2 separate regions of the Triticum aestivum genome follow, and region 1 is linked to region 2. Evidence: chromatin contacts called from public Hi-C data. All regions are on one chromosome and are shown on one strand. The core of a region is the stretch at or near the end of the contact, and the rest is flanking DNA. Distances in the headings are between cores, read along the strand shown. Region 1 holds the start of LOC123091053 (protein WRKY1). Region 2 holds the start of LOC123091051 (serine hydroxymethyltransferase 1, mitochondrial).

Region 1 (6,811 bases), core at 294-2,793, 260 kb after region 2:
TTAATCGTCCTCTTCACCCGCAACTTCCTACTGAAATAGGGTAGAGAACAATTATCACGGTGTCCTATCTTGAATAAAAAGAGTCAGAAACACCAAAGATAGCAGATTTACTACCTTCTCTTTGAGCAATGGCACCTGCCAGTTGCAGCACACTTGCCATTTCCATCCTCCCCACGTCCCGAGCATCTTCTCCTTGGAGCCTGCTGTGCATTCACCGGGTCGCTCATGGCAGGCCCGCCGATCAAATGGAACGAGGAAGACTTGGCATCCAGGCTGGCCACGCTGCCATCCATGCTCAAAGATGACATGAAGGACCTCGCGGACGACATTGTCCCCGTGCCACTGGGGCTGTCAAACTTCAAGTTGATCCCGCTGTTGCTTCTCTTGAACATCTCGGCCCGCATCTTCTGCTGCTGGTGCTGATGCTGCTGGAACTGATTATACCGCGACGAATCGCCGAACTGGAAATGCGCGGACAATGGCTGGACCAGCTTGGGAAGCCCTCCGATTGGGTGCGCGGGCTGTGAATCCAAAATGCTGTTTCTAGGATACACCTGCGCAGAGCTGGTCGAAGGGTGCGCACTGTTCAGCACCACCACCGGGGTGTTGTTGTCCAAGAAGCTCTTCTGGCTCAAGAACCCGGGGGTCTGCCTTCTGCTCACAAGCTTGGCTCTGGGATGGGTTCCCCCTCCTTCGTTGCCGTTGCCGAGGAGGGAAACCACCTTCCTGAACTTGGCACAGGCTTCGTCCGTCCCCAGAGCTATGCTCCTGAGCTGCGCCGGGTCCTGGGTCTGGGTGAGCAGGCCAAGCACTCGGTGGCAGCTCGCCACGGCCATCCTGTTGGCCTCCTCCACTTCCTCCATTATTCACCGCAGAACGACACCGGAACGGAAGCAGTCCTTCCGTGAACTCCTCGCGAGCACCTCGGCTACTTGGCAGCTCTCACGACGGCAGATCTGAAGAGCAGGAAATGGGAGAGAAAACTCAGTCAGATCTCAGGAAAAGCTCACCATGGCTGCTCTGCATCACTCGCACGGCCACGCATCAGCCATCACACGAGCAACAGGCTGAGGGCCAAGAAAGCGTTCCCGGACCGGATCACGGCGGGAGCCTAGTCCGGCAGAACCCCGAGAAGCGGCAGGAGTGAGCACCGAGAGGAGAGAGCCGGGCGGGGCGTGGAGGACGAACCCGCGGCGGCAAGAAGCGACCCTAGCAGGCGATTTGTTGCGTGCGGACGCATCAAACGGGGCAACAACCCCACCACCACCACACCCTCCCAAGATTCCCCCGAGAAAGAAGCGCTCGCCCGCGCAAGCAAGCACGACGGCGCCGAGCCCGCCCGCCCGCACGCAACTCACCTCGGGGAGGGGATCCTCTGGCGCGTGCGATGAGTCCAGAACCGCGGCCGCGAGCTCGGAGTCGACGGACGACGGTCGTCTCGTCCCCCGCCACCGGAGACCGGCTAGTGGAAGAAGGTGTGAACGAAGGAGCGGACGGAGACCAGGCGCAGCAGGCAGTGGGGGAGAAGAAATTAGTAATTCTCCGTCCTCATTTGTTTTCTTGCAGCCGAGGCCGCCGGTCTGTATAATATTGCGACCCGGCCCCCCACGCCGTGGAAAAAGCGTCGCCACTTGGCCGTTGGGTGAATCTGGGCCGTTGGAGCGGTGCAGGCGAGGAGATCGACGGCCGGAGAACTTTTGGGAAGGGTTTTAGTTTAGTTTAGCGGTGAGTGAGATGGGATGATGGGGTGGGTCAAAACGTCAAAGGAGGGACATGGGTCGTCAGTCAGTGTGGTGTGTGGGGCGATTGTTGACCATTGCTCCTCGCCTCGGCTCACATGGAAAAGGTCAGGGGGCACACATGCGGACGATTTGTTCTCGCATACTTTAATGTGCCGGATTTGGACTAGGGTAGTAGAAACTTTACCTAACTCACATGATCAACTCTTTTAATTATGTCTATAAGATTTTACATCGCCATCTCTACTTGCTTGGAAAAAGTAGTGGCGATTCACGATGAAATTTGGGGCATCCTTTATTCACACGCGGACAGTCAATTTTCTCACGGGTCTTAAATTTTTCTTTTTTGCTGAGAGCTGCTCAGATGCACAAATATAATGAAATTTGTCACGAGCATCATGAACTCGAACACCTATCATGAAAAATAATAATCAGTTTTTTCATATTTTTCTAGTATTCTATTTATTTTTACTGTTTACCGGGAGCAGATGAGTCTGGGCTCAGAAATGAATATTCACATTTTTATGTGTAAACTCCCTCCAACCTCCAACCGTGCGGATAATTAGAGAAAATTTTGAGAACTGATGAAAATCACGTGGAAACTATGTTTGAAGTTTCAATAAAATCTTAAGAAAATACTACATTAAAGATATGGTTTTCTGTCTGACATGTATAGTTTCAAATTCAGACGCAAAATAAAGATGTAAAAAAAGCAAAATCAACAATGATTAGCATCGAATTGATAATTTCATTTCATGATCTAAATGATCTTATTTTTTTCAGAAGGAATACCTCGTAAATGAATTCCCGCTTGAACTTAGAATTTCACATACTAATAGGTTTTTAGCACACCATTTTTTTATAGAACTTTCAAAATTCAAACGTGGTTTCGCAACATTTCGTTTTTCCACTGGATATTCTCTCCATCCAAATAAAAGCATTTTGGTATCATGGGAGGTCTACCCTTTCTCGGTTATTTCTGCATATTTATCGTGGTGCTTGTAGATAACTTTGCTTAGAATAGTACGTATGTGATATCCAGTTGTCTCTCCGTTCAAAACGAATTGAATGCGGAGTCCGAACTCCTATAATAAGATGGGAACGGGAATGGGGGAGGGGAATGCTTGTCCGAACAACATACTTGGCGTGTGGGGGCATCGTTGATTCGATGCTGCTGCATTATGATACTGCAATAATGGATTTTTATCTATAGATAGATGAGGAGTGGCGCCATTATTACGAGCCCATGATTGATTTTCTCTATCCATACACGAGTACGAGTAGCAGACACGTGAGTCGTCGGGCCCTGGATCACATGCTCCTGTTTACGTACAAGCATCCAGGTTGCCCAAAGGTCAAAAGACAGCTCCACCTCCAAAGGAATCTCACATGCAGCTTCTCTCTTCTTATATTTAATTTTTTTGTACCAAACACTGCGCTTGCAATTTCCTCGCACCCTGGTTAGTCCTGCGCACGAATCATAATCAGCATAGAGGGTGATGATTGCAAATTGATGTAAATAAAATTTTAATTCCTAGAGTGGATATCTTTTCGAAAAGGGGTGCTTTATTACTTAAAAAAGTTAAGCATTACACCCCGGCTCAGCATAACTAAGTTGCACACAGCCAAGTAAGATCCTCTCAGGCAAACAAAAAATAAAAGGCGAAATACAAAGAAACATGTACAGTCTGTATAACACTTAAAGCGGAGGAGGGGGGGGGGGGTCGATCGTATGATCATGTTGCCACCCATGTTGAGTAAAAGTATCTCTAGCCGCAGCCTTCAATTGTGTGCACACCTCCGTGAACAGGTTTCGATTCTCCACGCGTTGTAGAGAGGATCGTAACCGAAGAGTCCCAGTACATCTGTAGATGACCTATATCAGAGAAGTACTTTTATGGTAAAAAAAAAACTTTGTCATTTCTGCGTAGGCAAAGTGGCCAAATAACGGCAAGTGCTCCCACCCTGAGAAGAATTATAAACCTGTGATCAATCCCATGTAACCAGTTGTCAAATATATTAGCAACACTATAGGAGGATACGAGGCAGAATCTATTTGGATGACTAACCATATAGAACGAGCCAATTTGCATTGAAAGAATAAATGTTTTATTGTCTCATCATGGTGATGAAAGACACATTATGGATTTCCATGCCAATTCCTCTTAGTAAGGTTGTCTTTAATAAGAATGACTCCACGACGAAGATACCATGCATAGGTTTAAAAAAAATTAAACCAAAGATTTTATTCTTAAGAGGTATCTTCATCTTCCAGATCTTCTTGTTATTACCAACTGGCACATCAAACTGGATTAACACTCTATACATAGACTCCACTATGAATTGTCCATCCTCATGGAGGTTCCATTAGAATACATAAGACCCATGTGATAATTGCACCCTGGACAAACATCAGAGCAGGATGTTCAACGATTGGAGTCTGGGTCCAATTAAATCTCTTCTGAACATCACATTTGGCGGAGATGATTTCATTACGGTGGCGATGGTATCACCATTGTGACGCACAATGTTGTATAGAGCCGGATATTGATCACGGAGTGTGGCATTTTCTAGCCACTTGTCCTCCGAAAATCTAATGTCTAATCCGTCCTTAATCGAGCCGTGGAGGAGGGTGAGTCACGAACGCGACAGACGTGATTTAAACGTTGGTTTTGCTCGATGGCGCGATCCAACGAAACGAAACGTTGGTTTCTCTCTGTTTCCACTTTTTCTCCGGAAAAACGGAAACTTTCCACTCAATTTGCATTCCTACTCAAAGGTTGCCCCGTTACAACATACCATCAAATATAAAGGAAAACTAACACGCATGCTAATGCATCTCAATGATTCACAGATCATAGCCAATATTTACTTCACAACTAAAGACAAAAGTTTTGAGAGCGTGTACAAAAGAAAAACTACTGATGGGGTCACTACGACTTAAACCCTAAACCCTAAACATGATTTAATTTCCTGGCTAGGTAGAACCTGTCGAAGGAAAGACGGCTAGCACCCTCGGATCATACGATGCTTTTGTGCAGTTCCACTAAAATCGAGCTGAGCATCCCTGATGGCAAAGATATTGAAGAAGTGTGATTAGAATAATAGTACTCGCACTAGTTCATGAGACATAAACTCATCACAAATAGAAGCCGGTAGAAGTAGAGAAAGATCGACATGGAGATGGAGCTACGTGGGGAGCTGCGGCAGTGGAGCAAGCCGGCTCCGAAAGGAAGATGTACTACCTAGGACGTCGAGCTGTAGCTAGAAGGGCGGTTGGGACACGGCATCAACCCATACCGCGAGGACCCCCGATTGGGACGCACCGACTGTGGGGTTTCTCCCTCGCTGTCGCCGATGTCGACAACATCTACACAGAACATTGTTCTCTTCCTCCAGCGGCAGAATCAGGTCGGATATGTGACCAGCGGTGTGGCCACCATCGTTCTATACTTGTGAAGAGAGCAACCCAAGCATGAAGGCTTGTAGCTTAGGCTCCTGCTAGTGTATATATAGTAGTTTTCTTTTTCTCTCCATATCAACCATTTTATATTGCGTACATGTCATTGAAGAGTGAAATGATGGTTGCTTCTTCCGACTAACTTATTGTGTGATTTGACTGCTCCTTAGTGGCCCCTACACGTACTCCCCCTACGTGTATGACCATTCCTGAGTCTCACTTGTACTTATCTCTATTTTCTTGCATGACATGTAGACAAGATGCGCATACAGGAATTTTGTTACTGTACGTTGTTACGTAGTACTGTACTACTAGTCCTACTCCCTCCTTCCGGTTCACTACTGGTACTCCCTCCATCCTGGTTTATTGGTCCCCTTTGTACTCAATTCATGGGCTCGTTTTCCTCAAGAAAAACATCTTTACCAACGTATTAATATCGGGAATGCATGCATGAACAATGAATGATTAAACCTTGCATGCAACATTTTGACAAAGCATTGACTTATGAACATGTGAATGTAAGGGACTACAACCTCGTGCATGCATGCAACATTCACACGTACACATGGACGCAAAAACGCGCGTGACGCCCTAATGCATGCATGTCCGAGCACACGAGGAACACACATGGTCACGCTCAAGTGCTCAACCTACACGTGTATGCACACACATATTCAGCCAGGGTGAGCTAGTGACCGTATAAACACCAGAAAATGTATATATTGAGCGCAATGAGCGTATCATGAAGTCCACTGACCATATTTTTACAAATATACAGTGACAAACAATGTATTTATCTCGTTTGAAAATGAGCCATATTAACCGGAGAGGAGGCAGTATGGACTAGACTTACTTTGCTATGTCGTGTCAACTTGCCGAACGAGGAGAAGCTTGTAGGACGGGAGAAGCTTGTGCGCGATGGCTCACGGGACAAGGAGAAACTTTTGACTAATGCAAGCTCTCTCTCGCTCAGGCGGTGAACGTGCAACAGTTAATTCGGTGTCAGAGCCAGAAGCATACACTATACTAGTACTATTATTGTTCGACTTCCCGAAGAGGCGAACAGCCAAACGCAAAGTTTACTAGTACTAGTACTATTACTATAGTCTATAGAGGTATGTACTATACTACTAGGAACCGAATGGAGGAGCGTCTACACTCTTATTATATTTTAAAAATGTGATAAATCAATCTTCAACACATTTGGTTCTCTTCGAGGGTTCTCGCATGTGATAATGTAAGTTGATTGCATGGAATACTCGCCACAATTCTCGCTTAATTCTTGCTCATATCCTGTTACAAATAGGAGCGCTCAGTAATATTTCTTATTTTTTTGTTATTCAACATGTATACAGGTCAGCAAACCTTGCGGCGCATCTTTGTGCGAACCGTACTTGCTGCACTTTGAATGTGGCTGAGAGCTGGCTTGATGAAACAACTCGCTTCCTTCTTTTTTTGTGGGGTACCTCGCTTCCTAGTGACCAGTCTCTTGGCTGATCGTCCTAAAAATTCTTATATATGAATAAAGCTCTCTCATTTACCCGCAAAAAAGATTAAGCCATATTAACCGGAAATGAGGGAGTATGAACTAGCACTACTTTTTGGTGTGTCC
Region 2 (6,998 bases), core at 1,406-3,905:
CACATAATCAAGAAAGCACTTACATAAACAGTTTCAGGACAAGCTATGCACAGTTCTGAAGTTGATTGACATAAAATAAACGGCGTTGAAGTTTACGGTGAAATTTAAACTCAGCCGATAGTTGAGGGATCAAAAGCAGGGGCTCAAGGGCGCAGGGTTGTTTTGCCCACATCCTGGGATGTCCACTGATCGGGCTTATGGCCTTGTAAAACTCACCTCCTAGCAGGATTGTACTCTCACCCACCTTTTCAATGCAATGAAGGCCCTTTGCGTTTCCAAAAAAAAAAAGGTTTTGCCATTTTTAGATAATTTAGTTTCCTTTTTTTAGATAATGTATAGTTTTGCTTGGCTATAGTTTTTGTTAATCCCAATCAGTTTTACTACCTTTTTTTTGCAAGGGACCTATGTGTTTTACCTAGCTACATTTTAATTGTTACATGTAATGCTTGACTTGCAACCGAATCACTTTCCTTGTTATGTTTTCACCTCCTTTTACCTGTGGGGAAATTCCCTTTTGTGCTCATTTTCAATTTTGACTTCTGTTTTTTAGAACTAGCTCTAAAATACAGGTGATTTACCCAAATCATGTTACCCCTTTTTCAGAGTTTCGGGCAGAAGACATTCCATGGCAAAAGCAGGATAGCATGCCAAGCAATTGTATGGTTGCTATGAATGACGGCGAGCCAAGTTAAAGAGGTTTGGCCGCACCTACTATTTTCACTGTTTCTGAAGCAAGGCTATGGTCATCTGTTTAACCATTTTTTTTAATATGGCTGCTTGCATTTGATCCAGCTCTGCAGGCGTCATTTATAAGACAGCGCGGCTCGACTTCCCTGCAGCATGTGGCATGAACGGCCTACGGATGCTTCCAAGCAGAGGAGGGGCACCACTTCGGTACTGTTGGCCTCTGCATCTCCAATGTTACGTTGCCATTCACATGCATTCTGGGATCCAGACAATGACATTGTGGAATGCTGAAGCTTAGCATGATATGAACGAAAATACCCTAAGCATTCGCAATTTGCATGGACACGCGGCGCGCTCACCCACAGGGATTCAAAATTGGTAAAGCTGTCAAATGTACATAATACGTTCCCTGTACATCTGATATTTTGGAAGCTCCTTTCCATGATCCAACTAGCATATTGGAAAGGGTAGGCGCTGGATATGCAACTGTGAAAATGCCGTTCGTATTCCACGACTCCTCGCGGATCAGATGTAAATAGAAATGTTCAATGTCGATCGATGATCACAGTATATTGATCGGAGTTAAATGCGAGTGTAGAGCTATTCAACATGCTAGTAATGGGAACGTATACTCCCAGATGAGATCCTTGCAGTAACTTATGTCCACTCTTGTTGCTTTCTGTTTTTTTTTTGTCTTTTTTGTGCAGGTGCAGATTGATTGGAAATCCTAAGCACAGCCTTGCAAAGTGACACGTTACTGGTAAGTTCGTGACAGGAGGAAAAAAAAGGAAATCTGCTGCTTATCATGATCAATCAATTCCTGTTCTCTTATTATTGTTATTATTTGAGTCGGAGATTGATCGCTTTATCTACATCCGAGTACGAACGCACGGCTTGTGGTCATGGGAAAGATAGGGCTCGGGTGGCCTGTATGCACGTAGGCAATGCAGCAACATCCTGGCCATGCCCTCTCCATATATCTTTTTCTTCTTCTGGCGGTGCTGTTAATTCATGCAGTTATTTTTTCTGATGCCCAGACATGCACCTAGTAAATATCTATTTAGTTGTGTACGGTATTTTTTATTTCTAATATGTTTTCTTTTCACAAGAAAACATATTTCCTTTCTTCCTGAGCTTAAAAAAAACACATTTCCGTTGTTTCTTTCATTTCTTTTAGTTTTTGAAAGAAATGTGGTGTCGCTTTCCTGGTGTTAGGTGATGGATGACAAAGTGCTGGGATATATAACATGGCAGTTGAGTGGCTGAGCTGCTGTTTCCTTTGCTATTTGGTGTCCCGCTCTCTGATTAGTGGCAGTTAAGTAACCACATGAGCTAGTTTTTAAAAGTAAATCCTCTGGGCCTCTAGGATCAGGATCGTTGTTTGGTTCGGCTTATTTTTCTCTGTGAAGAATCTTGTCTGCTCCGGTTGGTGGTGATGGGGATACTTTGAGCTAACACTCCCATAAACCAGAGTGAAATGCAGGGACGCCTGACCTGTGGGACCGGCATCCTTAACCCGTTACCAGCATCTGAATGCCTCATATTCGAATCTAGGCTGCTAGTAAAGGGCAAGTTTCGATGGTAACCAGAAAAAAAAATATACTTCCTCTGTTCACTATTATAAGGTGTTCTAGTAACGTTTTTTTTTGAATCAGATGTATATAGACATGTTTTAGTGCAGTAACCTCTTGCAAAAAGGGGAAACAAAAATTAAGAGCATCTAGCAAGTAAATGCCAAGTACCAATGGTAGCCAGATAAATTCCTGTTGAATTGAAAATCCCTAAAAAGACATATGGGCGTCATGGCAGTAGAGATATCATCCAACAGCAAATGAGAAAAAACAAAATCTCCAATTTCCATTTTCTAAAACCAAGAAAAAAAAAGGAAATTGCATATGGATTGAGGGGTTGGTGACGGTGATGCGTCTGGTGGATGCTGATCACTCAGCCCACATCTGCTGCCTCCAGTTAAAATAAAGGACGCTAGGCCATGCGATCCACTACCTCCCAAACCCGACACTCCAACCCCTACCGAGAGGTGCACGAGGAGGCCGCCCACCACCACCACCACCACCACCCACCATGGCCATGGCGACGGCGCTCCGCAAGCTCTCCGCCCGCGGCCAGCCCCTCTCCCGCCTCACGCCGCTCTACTCCATGGTATGCCGCCCTCCGCTCTTCTCCTTTCCTTCTTCTTATGAACCATTCTTGGCGGCGGTCCTCTGGTTTATCGGCGCCGCTCACGGTCATCCATTTTTCCTTGTTTGATTTGGCTTCGCAGGCGTCTCTGCCGGCGACGGAGGAGAGATCCGCAGTCACCGTATGTCCTCACCACCCACCCCGTGCCTATGCGCCCATTGCTCCCTGTCCGTTTGTCTGTTTGTTTGTTTGTTGCCCGTGCTTATCTTGTTTTCCCCCACTCCTCGCGTTGAGCGCAGTGGCCCAAGCAGTTGAACGCGCCGCTGGAGGAGGTCGACCCCGAGATTGCCGACATCATCGAGCTCGAGAAGGCCCGCCAATGGAAGGTCATCACTGCTCCCATGATTCGCTGTACTGTGCTCGGGCTCTTCTTCTCCAGGACATTTGCTGAATCGCGTCAGTCTGTCTGGTTGCAGGGGCTGGAGCTCATCCCGTCGGAGAACTTCACCTCCCTCTCGGTGATGCAGGCGGTGGGATCCGTCATGACCAACAAGTACAGCGAGGGGTACCCCGGCGCGAGATACTACGGTGGAAACGAGTGCGCTCTTGTTCCTTCTTTCTCTGTATTTATATATCTGAAGAATGCTTGGAGCAGAAATTGAATGGATGTGGGGGTCAATAATGTGGACTGGCGGTCGTTTTGGCTTTTCTTGCCTGCAGATACATTGATATGGCCGAGACGCTGTGCCAGAAACGTGCTTTGGAGGCTTTCAATTTGGACCCAGAGAAGTGGGGAGGTAAAATCTTGATGATGGTTTTATTCTTAATTTCCTTATCAGGTTCTCTCGTGTCCGGTAGAACTAACTAATGACTCTGCAGGATGTTTTTCTATAAATTCTATCATTTATGTGGACATAGGGTCATTAGTCTTTTTTTATACTGCTTTTGGTGATGCAAATGAGAGAGCAGAGTGAAAATAAATAAGATGCTCTGGTTCGAGCTAATCTTATTATGCTCTACAGTTGACACACTTTTACTTGATCGGAAATAGGGTAATGTTCTAAAGTAGTCTAGTCGTAAAGTAAACGGGTTAAGTCCACAGCAGGTTCTTAATTTGCTTAAGAAATTTCTGTTGGCATATGTGCATACACCATTTACAAACCAAAGTATGTTAGTCAATTTCAAAGCTTACATATGGTACACAGCTGGGATTAGACACTATCTGTACATTTTAAATATTTAGGTTGCATTGCTAACCACTATGTTCTTGGAGTGGTATTTGTCCTTCCACCAAATTGGGGGCGAGTTAACTGGATGACCAATTTCTGCCTCTGCAGTGAATGTGCAACCTCTATCGGGTTCACCTGCCAACTTCCATGTATACACTGCTCTGCTGAAGCCACATGATAGAATTATGGCTCTGGATCTTCCTCACGGTGGACATCTTTCCCATGGTTACCAGGTACATCTATCCGCTTCTTTATTATCAACCTATTGTTTTTTATTTCTCTGGTGGGGTGCAAGCATGATCAGCCATTGCTTGCTTGTTGCCATCTTTCTGTGTAGTTTGCTGTTTCTTTTGTTTTTTATATCTAGCATTAGATAAGCACTTCATACTGTAATGTAAAATACATACTAATAAGCTCATAATTCTCAATTATGTTTAGGTATGATGTTTGAGAAACTCCCATGGCTCAATGGTTCTTTTCTTGTTGTTTGCAGACTGACACAAAGAAAATCTCAGCAGTTTCAATATTCTTTGAGACAATGCCTTACAGACTGGATGAAAGCACTGGCTTGATTGATTATGACCAGGTGAACTCCTTATTTATTCATTTCATGTCATGGGAGTTTTGGGATCTCCCGATCAGTTTTAACATTACTTATGCATGTTTCGTGAAGTGGAAAAAGTGCGTACTTTTTGTTTTTTTAGCAACATTCAGCTAAAAGAAATGGTTTCTTACTGCATTGTCTAGGATATTTTCATTGTTATATGTCTCCTTCAGTAGTCAAATTATTTCAAGATGAATTATCTTAACTCCTTCATATGTTGCTAAGCTTCATTTGCTACTTCTGCAGTTGGAGAAAAGTGCCGTTCTTTTTAGGCCAAAGTTGATTGTTGCTGGTGCTAGTGCATATGCCCGCCTTTATGATTATAACCGCATGCGGAAGGCAAGTTCATTTTCTTCAGTAATGAACAATGAATCCCCCCCCCCCCCCCCTCCTAATCAGTGATTAACTTCAATTTCTATTGTGCAATTGGCAGATCTGTGACAAGCAGAAGGCAGTTCTTCTCGCAGACATGGCACATATCAGTGGGCTAGTTGCTGCTGGTGTCATTCCGTCTCCTTTTGAGTATGCAGATGTGGTGACTACCACTACCCACAAGTCTCTCCGTGGTCCACGTGGAGCCATGATCTTTTTCCGGAAGGGGGTGAAAGAAATAAACAAACAAGGGAAGGAGGTATTGCCGGAGAAATACAATAGAATGATAGTAGCATAGAGTGTTGAAGATGTTTGTTCGCTACTGAGCTTAACCTGCAGTACTCATATTACCTGCAGAATGCAAAGGCCTAACAATCTATTTTGATATAGGTTAAGTATGATTTTGAGGACAAAATCAATGCTGCTGTCTTCCCAGGTCTGCAAGGTGGACCCCATAACCATACTATTACTGGCCTGGCCGTTGCGCTTAAGCAGGTCTGCAGCACTTCTGTTCCTTAATTATTTTGTATTTTATACAGTTTGCCGTTGTGTGTAATTAACGCCCTAATGTGCTGTTTAAATTTCAGGCAACTACTCAGGAGTACAGAGCTTATCAAGAGCAAGTTATGAGTAACTCTGCTAGATTTGCTGAGGTACTTTGTGGTTACAATTTGCTAGAAATATTTGCCCAGGAAAACTGGACCTATGATACCTGTCAGTCACTATGACGACTAACCTCTTTATGGTTATGTTAGTAGCAGCTTGTACAATCTAATTATATTATATCTACCGTATAGTTTGTCTCATGCCGGCATTAAGTACCAGATTGTAGAACTTATTTCAAATTGCTTTGTTGGAATAGGAGGAATAGGAGTACCGAGTACCAACATTAATTAATGCCAAACAGGATGTTTGGAAATGCAAATATCTATTACACTAGCATGATTAATTGTACTTTAATTTTAAAAACGTCTTTATTTAATGGCAATATTCTCATTTCCAGAGCTTGACTTCAAAAGGTTACGACATTGTCTCTGGTGGGACTGATAACCATTTAGTTTTGGTGAACCTCAAGAAAAAGGTAAGAGAGTACTTCATATTTTTGTGACTCTTTTGACCGGAATGTTGCTTGATATCCATCTGACCTGAAACTTACTGTTTCTTTATACACCATAGCTAGATATACTAATTACAGCAAAACTTAGTTATTTTAGAATATTATGACGTGTCAGGACACTTATCATTCCTTTCAAATTTCATGTCTAGGGAATAGATGGTTCACGTGTGGAGAAGGTTTTAGAAAATGTGCATATTGCAGCAAACAAGAACACGGTTCCTGGTGATGTTTCAGCTATGGTACCCGGAGGCATCAGGATGGGTAAACACATATGTTCATATAATGGTTATTCTAATTTTCTTTAAACTAAGTTAACAAAACCTGATTACCTGTTCCATGATCTTTTAGGAACCCCCGCACTTACATCAAGAGGATTTGTTGAGGAGGACTTCGCCAAGGTTGCTGACTTCTTCGATTCGGCAGTGAACTTGGCCTTGAAGGTTAAAGCTGCAGCAGCAGGTATTAGAAGTCCAAGAACTTTTTTCAAACTTTTTTTCTGTTGCTGTCCATAATCACACTTCCTTGTATTTGTATGCCCTTACCTACTACAGTGATCATATTATTGATATTCTGTTGTTTCTCTTTCAATTTAGGTACCAAACTGAAGGACTTTGTTGCCACATTGCAATCCGACAGCAACATCCAAGCTGAAATTGCAAAGCTTCGCCACGATGTGGAGGAATATGCGAAACAATTCCCAACAATTGGATTCGAGAAGGAGACCATGAAGTACAAGAACTAAGAACTGCTATGTTTCAACAGCAAGGTGTGCCCTGAGAAACAAATTATCTCTCCCCCAGTCCTTAAGAAACACGTACAATAATATCGATTCAGTTGTCATCAGGAGAAG

What was found. Hi-C and Micro-C count contacts between places; a contact is called where the count stands out from the background.
Region 1: a Hi-C map of leaf shows a contact between it and region 2, with 4 times the contacts expected there. The contact joins the promoter of LOC123091053 here to the promoter of LOC123091051 in region 2. A contact is called at or near these places in 2 of 5 Hi-C or Micro-C datasets (both in leaf).

What each region holds. Positions count from the first base shown.
Region 1 is chr4B:66,317,701-66,324,511 of IWGSC CS RefSeq v2.1, forward strand. LOC123091053 (protein WRKY1) reads right to left here and starts at 1,544. Exons shown (of 4, transcript XM_044512447.1): 1 at 1,359-1,544; 2 at 115-956; 3 at 1-27. The coding sequence starts at 863.
Region 2 is chr4B:66,052,999-66,059,996 of IWGSC CS RefSeq v2.1, forward strand. LOC123091051 (serine hydroxymethyltransferase 1, mitochondrial) reads left to right here and starts at 2,656. Exons shown (of 16, transcript XM_044512444.1): 1 at 2,656-2,847; 2 at 2,969-3,007; 3 at 3,126-3,212; 4 at 3,303-3,424; 5 at 3,547-3,623; 6 at 4,164-4,288; 7 at 4,549-4,641; 8 at 4,906-4,998; 9 at 5,093-5,290; 10 at 5,422-5,526; 11 at 5,619-5,684; 12 at 6,035-6,112; 13 at 6,298-6,409; 14 at 6,497-6,607; 1 more. The coding sequence starts at 2,770. The coding sequence ends at 6,890. LOC123091050 (serine/threonine-protein kinase SMG1) reads left to right here. Exons shown (of 17, transcript XM_044512443.1): 16 at 604-696; 17 at 793-1,324.